Linked DNA regions of Drosophila melanogaster: regions 2 and 3 are each linked to region 1. The links are chromatin contacts, called in public targeted proximity ligation maps. All regions are on one chromosome and are shown on one strand. The core of a region is the stretch at or near the end of the contact, and the rest is flanking DNA. Distances in the headings are between cores, read along the strand shown.

Evidence for each region.
Region 2: a contact with region 1 is called in a targeted proximity ligation map of the S2 cell line, with 4 times the contacts expected there. A contact is called at or near these places in 33 of 107 Hi-C or Micro-C datasets (the Clone 8 cell line, the D17-c3 cell line, the Kc167 cell line and 12 more) and 6 of 7 datasets of targeted methods (the Kc167 cell line and the S2 cell line).
Region 3: a targeted proximity ligation map of the S2 cell line shows a contact between it and region 1, with 5 times the contacts expected there. A contact is called at or near these places in 35 of 107 Hi-C or Micro-C datasets (the Clone 8 cell line, the Kc167 cell line, the ML-DmBG3-c2 cell line and 17 more) and 4 of 7 datasets of targeted methods (the Kc167 cell line and the S2 cell line).

Annotation. Positions count from the first base shown.
Region 1 is chr3L:8,056,080-8,060,197 of dm6, forward strand. It overlaps bip1 (bip1,), which reads right to left and starts at 2,634. Exons shown (of 4, transcript NM_139912.5): 1 at 2,382-2,634; 2 at 1,801-1,967; 3 at 1-94. The coding sequence starts at 1,967. It also overlaps asRNA:CR45867 and asRNA:CR45868.
Region 2 is chr3L:8,022,343-8,026,693 of dm6, forward strand. The region is part of intron 3 of nmo (nemo); the gene reads left to right. Among named protein-coding and RNA genes, the nearest start is that of tRNA:Ala-AGC-2-1, 4.1 kb to the right of the region's middle.
Region 3 is chr3L:8,003,694-8,008,280 of dm6, forward strand. All of the region lies in intron 3 of nmo (nemo), which reads left to right. Among named protein-coding and RNA genes, the nearest start is that of tRNA:Ala-AGC-2-1, 23 kb to the right of the region's middle.

The sequences.
Region 1 (4,118 bases), core at 1,384-3,883:
AAAGTGTCTGGAGCAGATGCGCAGCTTTTGGAGGCCGCCGAGTTGATCCACCAGTTTATAGCTGACGCCAAAGTGACGCAGCCAATGATTGCAGCTGCACGTAAATAAGAAAAATAAGATATAACGACTACTATTACTAACCACCGAAAGCTTAGTTCAGTACGCTTCTTTTGGAGGGGGAAAAAGCTTTTCACACATTTTCCATGTTAACGCAAAATGGAAAACATACCAATTATTGGGAGAACAAGAGTCCACGAGCTAGTTGCGATCGGTTGCGCAGTTCTTTGTTTAATGATTAAACTGACAAAATGAAACTGCATTGGAGTTTCGTTCTGGTTCTTGCGACGCTTTCAAATTAGATCCGACTTTCGCTCTCCGCTCTCTTTATCGCTCTCTCTTGGAAAAGTTCTTGAAAAAGTTTTCGCTGCAATTAAGCTCTTTTTATGCTTCTTTTGCGAGTGCGAACGAGAAGCAACGCTTTCGTACGCTCCTTCTCGCTCAGCGGAAGTTTCGCGGGGAATTGTTATTGTTTGTTGTTGCTGTTGCTTTTGCTGCAGCTTCTGCTCAACTTCCCCCTATTTTTGTTGTTTCTGCCGATTTGTGGAAGATGGGGGAATGAGGCTTATTTTCTTTTTGCCTTATGCTTATGGCTAGGCGAAACAACAACAACAATTAAGGCCTTTAGGGTGGACCGAATGCGAAATTATTGTGCAGGTCAGGGACAGCAAAATCATTTGCCTACTCATACCATATTTAATCTGACTTACTAGCCAAGTTTTAAATAAATTTTAATCGCTTGAAACCATTTTCATAAGAATGGTTTATGCTTAACTTACAAAACCAACGTACAACTGTGTGAAATTAAAATTATTGTCATAATTCACTTTAAAATTTCATACTATATCTTGAAAATTTTTAAACGGAACTCAATGACTACAGTTAGATAACCAACTATTATAATTAAACTTAGCAAACGTCATTCTTATTTCGATTTTGCTTATAAAAGTGACTTTCACTTTTTTGGTCTCAAAGTACATTTAGTGATAATACCGACGAAAGGTAAAATATGAGCTTTCCTTGATAATAAATAAAGCTTAACATTCTGGGGTTTCCTCGGAAAGAGGAAGAATTCGCTTAACAGTGGTCCACTCTAAACTCCATGGCCAATGCCAAGTAACTTTGGCAGACGGAACTCTATTTTTTTTTTTTGCGCACCAACTGCAGAAACTGGAGATGAAGAAGCAGCAAAGAAACACAAAATAACTTCACTTCACGGCCAGCAGAGCAGAGCCCCACGCGCATTTGTTGCATTTACAGGAGAGCGTGAGAGCTATAAATAAATGGGAGTCGGAATCTGGGACCTATCCCCCGCCCACCCACTGCCCCGCCCACATCGGCATTATTGCATTTCTGATTGCTGCACTGCACAAGTTCTTAGCCGCCATGGCATTGAAATATTCCTATGAAAATGATGCACTTTTATGCGAACCGAGAAAAAAACAGAGAGACAGAGACAGAGAAAGAGAGGGAGGGCGAAAGTTCAATGACCTTTGACTGCGAGTATCGGTATCGGTATCAGACGAAGAAGAGGAGCACCGAGCGGGGTCCAAAGCTTTGGATTGTTATGGCTTTAATGGTATGGTGTTTAAAATATAGAATGAGCACTTGTGATTCGCAACAAAAACAAGCTTCGGTGATCGAATCGATCGGAAAGCTCTCCGTAGGCTCTAAAAACAGGTTTAATGTGGTTCTTGGCAGGAGGAACCTACATATGTATGTATGTATGTGTATAATACTCACCGATCGGTATCGTGGACTGGAAAACGACGCAGATCATTGGGCTTTACATCCTGGCAACCCATCAGACAAATCCTGGAGGAAGGTGGCAATACTGGTTCCGGCCCATTCGCGCTAGGATTTAGCGACACAGCCTGGCAAATCCGAAGAGTGGTTATCGTATTCGTCATCTATCAAATATTATTTTAAAATTGGATAAAATCACTCATTTTAATTTAAGGTTATTGCTTCTTTTATCATTTTATTAATAAGCTCTAGTTTAGAAAACCATTAAAATAAGTACATACATATATCTTATTTATTTTCTTATTTTCTTTCTTGGAATAAAAGAAAACCTAGAGTGACCCCAAGAACTTTCGCTCTGGCGAATAAAAGCTTGCTTTGCTGCACGTAGAAAAGCACCAATAAGATGCACATCCACGGAAAAGCTTTTTTGGATAACTTGTGCTTGCCTTTCAAAGCCGCGTGGTCTTACCTTTTACAAAATACTTTGAAATTAAATATAAACATATGTACCCCACATCGCCATTATTTACCTATGCTTATCTTAGGAAAACAGATACATATGTACATAATGAACTCACCTGTCACACAAAGTCTCCTTTTCTCTGACCGGCAGTTCTGAGTTTAATAACCCCACGGCAAGAACTCTAGGTGAAAGCTTTCGGTTACGGAACTTTGAATACAATTGGCGCCGGTTTAAGCGATCGCAGCTAGATACGATTAAATGAAAAGGGCATCTATCTTCTAATTAGCGGTATGCTATGCGGCTCCGATTACGATTCTGTTACGTTCTGCATTCTATACTGCGCTACGTCACTCGTGGGAGCAGACTGTCGAAAGCTCCGCCTGCGTCACGCGAAGGCACCGCGCGAAGCTCGGTTTGGAGAGCGTCTCTCCAGCTTTGTCGAGCTTTGTGCCCATGCGTGCGAGATCTTCGCCGGAAAGCTCTGACAAATTCGGAATCAGGCTGAGATTTCAATCGCGCACAGTAAAAACTACCATTGAAGGACATTAAAAAATAGGTATTTCTTTTATGATTTATTATTTTAATGAGTCATATTTAAAATAATAGTGTTTTAAAGAATAAAGTACTGCGCAATGAATATGTATCAAATCGAAGAAAATAATACTTCAACTACTACTTAATAATATGATGTCTGCGCACCTTTCAATTACGCACCTTGTAGTTGATTGTATATAATATATTAATTGTACATTGCAATACTTAAATACCACTTAACTCTAGTTTTATATGCTTTTCGAGAAATTAGCATTTAGATAGCATTTTTGCTTATCAATTATCAATTTGTAGTGTCATAAATTTGCAACATAGCTAAGCCGCCAACTTTTCCATCCCATAATTAATTAAAAGTGTTAAAAGCTTTCCATAAATAAAGATACCAACAGCTGCAGGTGTTGCTTTGGGGCGTGCGTTCAAATGATTTTTGTACATTAATTACGGCCGCACAATTCGCGATTGGCAGCCTTCATTTGGATATTTAAAAGCCAATCAATTGGCGGTTCGACGAAGTCATAAATTTCAATGGGCGCTCATCAGACGAAGGAGGCAAGCCCCTCGAAAAAAAACAGGGGCGTCGAGCCGCAGATAAGCATCCACTTGTCACATCACTCATATTTCCAAGACGTCAATTTGCATTGTCTGTGGAAATTGCAGCCTGCAGCTTGCAGCTTCTTGCTGTCACATGCCAATTGACCCATTCGCCTGTTATGGCCAGGCCAGCCTCAATTTCTCAAGTGCTAAAGCAAATAAAACTTTAATGGCTAGTTTTACACTAGCCAAATTGTCAATTGTCGTGGCCAGTTGATTGCGTTTTACGACCGACAAACAGCAGCATAATTACGGATGGACCTGCACTGTTTTTTCCCAAGAACAATTGTGAAAACACAAACTACTGAGTGGGCCGCATTCGAAAACGCGCTCAGTCAGCATTTTAATTTCTGTCTGATTGAGCCGAATGACTCGAGCTGGCGATGAATGTAGAAGTAGAAGTGTTTGCAGGCGATGCCAGACGGCGATAATTCCCAAGGGGGCCAGGCTTGATCATCGCCTGTGTGGTCTCGCTGTATCTGTCGGTCTGCCCGACAGCCGGGGGCAATCGTTAACTGGCAGCCGATTATGTGATTGGAATATTGACAATTAGGCGGTTACAAATTGATTTACTTGTAATTTTTCTGGCGCCCCTGAGAGGGAAGCTGGCTCGTTAAAGCAATCTAATGTATGCTCCAAACAAATGGTGATCATTGTGAGGGGCAAAAAAAGTTTTAGTTGGAAAAATTAATCGTTTTGCTGAATGAAA
Region 2 (4,351 bases), core at 964-3,463, 34 kb before region 1:
GTTTTTTTCGTTTGCCCACTCTTAAAACTAAATAATTTCGATTGCCCACCTTTTAAAACTAAATAATTTCGTTTGCCCATCCTTTAAAATTCATTTTTAACGTTTGCCCACCCTTTAAAAATAAATTATTTCGTTTGCCCACCCTTTAAAATTTGTTTTTTTCGTTTGCCCACTCTTAAAACTAAATAATTTCGATTGCCCACCTTTTAAAACTAAATTATTTCTTTTGCCCATCCTAAAATCTTAAGAATAAATAAATTCTATTGCCCACCATATAAACACGTGCCACTTTCCTAGTTTTAGGATCTGCCTACATAACACGTGCAGACGCACAGGTGTTTCTGGGTTTATATAGACCAAAAATTGGTTCCGATTGCCAATCTTGTAATTTACAGTTTACCAGGTAATTACATAATTTTCAAACCTCACTTTATGATAGGGTCCAATTTTTTACCTGTGACAAAGTGTTAAATTTTTTAAGAATGGGTTTTTCATGGCAGGTCAGAATCCTCTATAAAATCTAAAACACTTGTCGACCCTATCATAAAGTGAGTGTGGACCCTATCATAAAGTGAGGTTTGAAAATTATGTAATTACCTGGTAAACTGTAAATTACAAGATTGGCAATCGGAACCAATTTTTGGTCTATATAAACCCAGAAACACCTGTGCGTCTGCACGTGTTATGTAGGCAGATCCTAAAACTAGGAAAGTGGCACGTGTTTATATGGTGGGCAATAGAATTTATTTATTCTTAAGATTTTAGGATGGGCAAAAGAAATAATTTAGTTTTAAAAGGTGGGCAATCGAAATTATTTAGTTTTAAGAGTGGGCAAACGAAAAAAACAAATTTTAAAGGGTGGGCAAACGAAATAATTTATTTTTAAAGGGTGGGCAAACGTTAAAAATGAATTTTAAAGGATGGGCAAACGAAATTATTTAGTTTTAAAAGGTGGGCAATCGAAATTATTTAGTTTTAAGAGTGGGCAAACGAAAAAAACAAATTTTAAAGGGTGGGCAAACGAAATAATTTATTTTTAAAGGGTGGGCAAACGTTAAAAATGAATTTTAAAGGATGGGCAAACGAAATTATTTAGTTTTAAAAGGTGGGCAATCGAAATTATTTAGTTTTAAGAGTGGGCAAACGAAAAAAACAAATTTTAAAGGGTGGGCAAACGAAATAATTTATTTTTAAAGGGTGGGCAAACGTTAAAAATGAATTTTAAAGGATGGGCAAACGAAATTATTTAGTTTTAAATGGTGGGCAAACGTTTTTTATTGGAAATTTTTATTTTAAAGAGGTGGGCTAACGAAATTGGGTGTATTTTAAATGTGGGCAATCGAAAAAAAATTTTTGTTAAAGGTTTTTTAAAGGGTGGGCAAACGATAAAAACTAATAATAATGGTTGGGCAAACGTTTTTTGTTGATAATATTTGGTTTTAAGAGATGGGCAAACGATTTACTCTCTGATTAGACCGAGGTAAACTTAAAAGCCTTATATTTTCTAAAGTATAAATTTTTTCAAAATTCTAAAGGGTGGGCAAACGTGGGCAAACGATGTTATTGCGATTTAAAAAAAAAAATTTTGGAAAAAGCGAAATTTTTGATTTTCGAAAATTTTCGAACTTTTTCGAAAATTCATATCTCAAAAACTGGACGTGGGCAAAAAAAACTAATTGGTGGGCAAACATGGGCAAAAAATGGGCAAACGATTCCAGCTTTCAAATTTCAAAAATTCGATTTTTCCGACCCCAGCTTCTTTGAGCTCAATTTGACGCCTACATGCGAATTTGCTTTTTTTTTTCTCTCAGTTTCTTGTTTAATTTTATCATATCTTTAAATAAAAGAGGCGACCGACAATGTATTCAATTTACACTTGACACAATTCTCTTGCCGATACGGTTTTTAATAGTTTAAAAATAAAATTCGCTGCGTTCGGCCAATAAAAAAAGAGCGAGGGAGAGGGCTATAAAAAGGGGGAAATGAGAAGGGGAATGTGGGAGTGTGAGGCGTGCGAAGTGTGCACAAAATTAAAATTAGGCACGAACGCTGTCTCATTCCCGCGCGTGCACCCCTTCTCCCTCGCGCACTAGCGACCACATGGCGTCAGCTTGGCAGGGGAGCAAATACCAATGGACCCCACCCCACACCCCATAATCCCCATCCCCCCTGTCCACCACCTTTTCTCTTTTACTTTACAACGGGTGCGAGCGAGAGGCGCGCAACTTGGGCAAGGTCATTAAACCACACACACAAAAGCAGCGATGCCTTTTGAATCGTCACCATCAGCTGTTTGTGGTTTTGTTTCTTATTTTCTTGCGTTTTTTTTTTTTCTGTGTTGCTTTGCTGACTTTTTTCTGCATTTGCATTTTGTGTTGTGCTTTACATTTCCGCTTGCCAATGCATTTCCAAATTCACACACACACACATCAGTAATAACGCACCTGGTTTTCAACTTTATAGTGAAAATGCCGTAAACTGGGTCTAAAAGAAAATACAATACAGATTCTACGGCTTTGCCAATTTGCACTATTTTATTTATGCTAATGCACAGTGGGTTTTGATTAAGTTTTACGCACAAGCGGAAATGTAAATTTTTTCATTTTCTTATTAAAATTAAAATAATGTGTTCTTATTATTCCATTTAAATTTAAAATTGTTTTAAAATGTCAAAAACAAAACTTAAATTTCAGTGAGAACCTTTTTCCTGTCGGAAAACTTCTTGCAGGCACTGTGTCCCGGTGTGTGTAATTAACACGCCCACCAGCTCCCATGGCTGCCCTCCTTTTTTCGCTTTGGCCTCAATGCTGATTTGCATTTGGCTTTGCTGCCGCTTTTTCATTGTTTTTTTTTTTTTGTTTTGTTTTTACTGCCCGCCCTCCTTAATTTATGCATTTTTAAACATGTTTTGTGTCTGCCGCGTGGTGCTTCCTCTTTTTTAGTTGATTTTGTTGTGACATTTTTTTCCAGTTTTTTTCTGATTTTGGTGTGGGAAAATGGTCAACTGTCCCTACGTTGGTTATTTTTTAAACACACACACTGAGGTTAAAGCAACAATAATATTTGGCCAAAACTGATGGCACTTAAATGGTTAGAGATAGCGAACAAGCTTATTTTGCATTCTTCATTATGGATTTACGGATAAATTATTGAGGTATCGATGAACCCACGGATGGATACTGAATTTCGTATTTAATTGCAATTTATGTGAGAAACTCAAATGGGGAACTGAAAAATCGCTGGGTCTTTATTTATTCATGAGTATTTGAAAGTTTCCCTAATCTGGCTTCAATATCAGTTTAATCTGAAAGTGCCAAGTTCAAAAGGCCAAGAGGAATGCGCTATAATTGCGTCACCTGCAACCTGAGCTGACTCACATTCATAACACGCCTAAAACGTGTGATTAATCGAGACAATTTGTTTTTTATTTTTTTTTTTCTGAATAGAGATGAGAAACATTTGTTCGACAAATGTTTGTTCAAAACATATGCTAAACCAAAAAAACCACACAAACTTAAAGATGTTTTAGTGTGGCATTTGAATGGCTTCGAAATGCAGTTGCCAAATTGCTTAAAGCCTAAACCGATTACCAAATTTTGTTGTGTGTTGCCAAACAACAACCACAAAAGGCAACATTTTGGTTGTTAAATGCCGAAAACTTAAAAAGAAAACTCGGAAAGAAAAATTACACAAAAATTTCCACACAAATGTCCAAGCAAAGTGCACAGCACTGCAATTGTAAGCTGCAAGACAGAATTAATTTGCTCAAAAGTGTATAAATTTTAAAATAACCATATAAATTATCATTAAAATTTCATTGAGATTGTGTGTGTCAAATAAAAGGGAAATGCCAAAGAGAAAATTAAATAAATAAAACACGTTAAGCCATCCGAAGTAATTAACGTCAGCGATGAATGTCAAAAAGGTTAATTCCCCCAAAGGGAGTTCAATTTTAAGAGGCAAACATTTAACGTCAATTCAGCCAAAGGAAAAACTTGTTATAGCTAATAAATTAAAAATCTAAAAGCTGTTGTGTACAATCAAAAGCTAATAAAATACGTGTGTAGTTCTTGTTCTAAATTCCAAATAACTAAAACTATTTAAATGCCATATTTTTTTATGGACTGCATGTTCTATGCAAATACAAGAATGCCTCTCGGTTAAATGCTGACTAAAACAATGAAATTCAACCAGAGCATATAAAAATCGAAATACATTTCTGTGAAAAAAAATTACATTAAAACAATGCCAACGGCATGGACCAAAATAAAAGAAATAACTTACGAAAATGCAAGGGTATAAACATGAATGCGTGGGTTGTTGTACCTCAATTTTTTTGCAATGTTATAAT
Region 3 (4,587 bases), core at 783-3,282, 53 kb before region 1:
CGCAGATGTATCTCATCATCATCTCATGTGTGTCTCATTAAAATTATATAGTCAGTGGGAGCTATGGTATGGAATACTGGGCCGATGGGGTATAACCACAATAAAAGTTGGAAATTAATTTCGAGCGCCACATTTAGCTGTCGTTGACTTTTACGCGCTGTTGAGCCACCAACAAACCCAAGCCAGCAGCTCAACCAACAAAGCAGAAACAACAACGTGGCTTTTTTGTATTTTTGTATCTTTTATCTATGCAAAAATAGGAAATTACAAAACACAAAAAAAATGTGGAAAAAAGTGAACTTTTCTCTTTTAAGTTGGCTTTAAAAGTGTGCATTTTAATGGCAAATGCAAAAATGTTTCTCCCACAAATGCTTCTTAATGCTTCGGTGCGTTTTTCTAGCTGCGAATAAACTAAACGCATGCAAAATGCAGGAAAAAGCGTGAGTTCGTCTTTGCTTTTATAATTTAAAAATGTTGCTTCTTTTTTCTTTATAGTGGGGTCAATCCAGTTTGTAAAGAGTGTTAGGATCGAGGGGTTATTTGTATGAATGTCCAGGCAGGTTAACCAAGTTTAATTGCCTTGACAACAGTCCCCGCGCGCCCTGCCGCTTTTGGCCAACTTTTAGTGCCATTTTGGTATCAGCAACAAAAAGAGAGTCAACATAAATTATATTTTTAATTAGATGAAGGTGTCCGTCTCTGTCTAGTCTATCTCCGACTCTCTCTCTTTCTCTCTCAGCCCCTATGCGTGTGTTTATTAAACATATTTTATGACCATATCGTATGGCAGTAACCCCTATACCCCTTTCTCTCCCCTGGGTGTTGGTTTCAGCTATTGTAAATTTAATTAGCAACTGGTCAAGTTAATTGGCTAAAAATGGAAATGAATTAAACGGCAAATGGCAGAGGTTCGTTGAACTAAACAGACTAATTAATGGCTGATTATATTGATTACATCGTATCATATCAAATCGTTGTGTGAATCCTTATCAGAAAAATATAAATACTTGGATAAGAAATATATACCTTATTTAAAATAACAAAAGAAATATGTTTCTCAGAACCATATCTTCAAAGTACCCCCCATAGTAACCTTTTTACAAACTGAACTTGCCAGCTGAAAACCATTTAGATCTTGATTAACTTTTGAAGGAGTGCAACAAAAGGCAGCAAATTTCCTAACTGTGGTCCAGTGCAGCTGTGCCACACAATAGACAAATAGGCAAGCGAGCAATGTAAAAAAAAAATAATAATAAACGAGAATTATGTTTATTATAGCCAGCAGCAGCTGATGATGTTGATGAATCATAGAGTCGAGACCCCGGCAACAATGCCCACATAATTGCCACTGAGAGCTTTGATAATGCCCCGAATGGATAGGCACATAATGGTTTGATATCCGTGAGTGGTTTCTTTTTTGGGGCTTGTGGCTTAGGTCCCCGCCACACGTCTGTCTCGTGTCACTGAGTCGCATTGACAGCCTGATAATTTTTATGGGTCAGCGAACAAAACCAGAAAACTGTCTACATCTGTCTCCAGCCTATCCCTTTGCCTTATGCACATATACTCGTATCTGTCACTTGGCCCATAAATAAGTTTTTGAAATATTTCAATTGAGCTGTTCTCGGCTTTCAGTTGCGACAGCTGCTGACCATTGACCAAATCACTTAGCCGTGGACACATGTTCCGAGATTAAAAACCTTCGGCGCTCACCTTTTCCATCAATCGCACCTTTTCTTGGGCCTTACTGAAACCTTATTCAAATCAATCAACGCCTTTTTGGCTTTCAAGCTGCCTAATTTGTGGGAGGTGGAGGGAAAAGTTCAAGACTCGGTCAAAGGAACTTGAATATTACTTGTGTGGGTGGGTGGAATAAAGTGTGAAATGACTGCAGATAGAAGTTGTGTGTCCCTAACGTTGATTTTTCAATAGAAACACTGGCATTTGAGATTATATTTAAATTAAAGGGCAATATAATTGCCTTTTTTTGACGTTCAATTTTGTGGCATGGTTACACCTTTGCTCGTTAGCATGGTCACACTGCGCACTGCAGTTATCGTAATTTATTTGATTTAATTAGTATACAGGAAAGTAGACTTGAGCATAGATTTTATAATAGTTTCTGATATTTTTTGCGTAAAAGTATTTTATGCATTTTTTTTTTACTTCAATTTTGTCAACGCTTCAGATTGCATGGACAAAGTGAGGCACAGCAGTAGAAAGAGAGGCACATACATGGCGCGAAAGAGACGGGGAGCTGCTGGCTTGTTGAGCTTGTGAGTCGGTTCAGTTGTCGGTTGTCTTGAAGTAGGTTAGTGGCACAAATCGCGCTGTCTGTTGACTGCTGCCGCAACGTGACTTTGCAGCGCTGCCTCTGCCGACGAGGAAAATTTATTTACATTTTGTGCAGTTAACATTTTCTGCATCTGCAGCTGACAAAAGTACTGCGGCCACACAAAAAAGTTTAACAATTTTAACAGCAAATATTTCTGCTTTGACATTTTGTTGGATTTTTTTTTTTTTTTTTTTTTGTTTACTTACTGTTGGTCTTGAAGGCTGTTTACTTTTTATACATAATTAGCCAATATTTATGACTGGAAGTTTGTCTTGTTTTGGTTTTTTTTTTGTGCTCAGGTTCATTTGTTATTCTTTTAGAGTGCCAAATCAGATTTCCGTTTTACTCACAGAGTAGGTGTCGCATATATATATCTGTAAATAGTATATATTCGATTTCTGTTTTCTGATTCAAAGGTGCGGCTTGAACATTTTGGTTAATTAAACTACAAACAATGCAATTAGCTTTTTGTCTACGATTGATAGCCATCGCTGCCTCAACGAACTTAACTCAAACGAATTGTGTTTTGTTTGCAACTAATTTGCATAAAATTGCAGTTAACACCTCTTTTGAGGTGTGTGTTTAAGTGGGCGGAGTGGGCGTGTAAATTGGGCCTTGGAAGTTTGTGGGCATTAGACAAGCGGATGTTGGTCGAAAAGCAATTGAATTTTGTATTTAATTTGATTATAAATGGCTGTAATTGGAAGAATACTAGCCACTAATTGGGAAATAAAATATTATTATGCTTTGCTAAATTCTTGCTGAAGTTTCAAATGATTAATGATAGCCATTAATGTTATGTTGTTAGCAAATCTGTCTGCATTAATCATAACTTTTTTCTTCAGTCTTTCAAAAATGCTCTTGTAAGCACAAATACTTTAATGCAAATTCAAGTGTTTTTAAAGAGATACAATGTTTTGTTTAGAACTTTTTCTATTGGCCAGCATCTTTTCCATTGCAATTGAAATGCCTTCAAGTGTGAAGAGTATGTCATATCTACCAGCTCCCCTTTGTTTTTTACGATCTTCTGCCCATTTTAATTTCCTGAAATATCTTCAGAGACTTCTTTATTTCGATTTCTTGTTGGCTGCAATAAAGTCGAAAAACAAACAAATAGCAAAGGAGCAGTAATAAACAAAAATGCAGGCTGTGAGATAAAGCGAGTGCATGTGTATGTGTGCATAAACATTCGCGTTAGTGAGCCCCCCCCCCTACCCCCTTCCCCAACCTTCTTTCCCCCTTTTCCCAGTGCTTTCAGCTTTTCCTCTTCCATTTCTTTGAACTGAACTTTTGCTACGCTTTTCTTTCTTTGCTTTACTTTATAATTTTTCCAACTTTTGACCCAGTTTTTTTCCTCTTCATGCGCCAGACAGTCGGGAATGCCCCCAACCCCCCTAAAAGTCGACAAACCACCCACCCACCGCCCACCGCCCACCTGCGTACCCCTCCGCACACCCCTCGGTACACCACGCCCCTGGAGAACGTTCTTTAAGAACTTTACACAACTTTAATTCAAATTGGAGCGGAATGGAATTGCTTTAAAAAGCGGGCACAATTTATTTCAATAAATTCTAGCAAGGCGAAAAAAAGAAACAAATAAAATACAGCAAATTTGTGCATATAAATAATGGCAACAACAAGCGGCTCACGTTTTTGTGTCATGTGCATAAATATTATAAAAAAAAAAGAGCTAGAAACTTTGTGAGGGGGCACAGACAAAACTGCGTCAGCTGTGACGTTCAAATATATTTTTATACATTGCGAAAAAGAAAAATGGAATTGAATGTCGTATAATGTTTTAGACACTAATGTTTCGCATTGCATTTATCTACGGACAACCTTTGTCACTTTGTGCGCTTTCCTGGTTATCAAATTTGATTTATGCTTTTAATTGGATAATAAATAGTTGATTTCAACAAATATTGAGATTTATTTCTCCATAGAGAAGTGTGATTGGTTCAGAGAACAAGAAAACAAGTTGTTAGCCAATGATGAAGATGGTGATTAAGAGGGAAATGCAGGGGGAAATATGGCAAAGTGCATTAAATGTGGATTACTTGGGAAAGCTAGAGATTTTCCTCAAGTAATTCTTTTTGCCATTCAAGCAGCCATTAATGTTTGTTAAAGAGTTATGCCATAATGGAATATACAACCGAGAACATGATAACTAATAATGCAGGCACTTAAGTGCAGTTTACAGCAAAATTAATACCTTCTTGATCTAGTTATGGTAATTTAAGAATATATAAAAA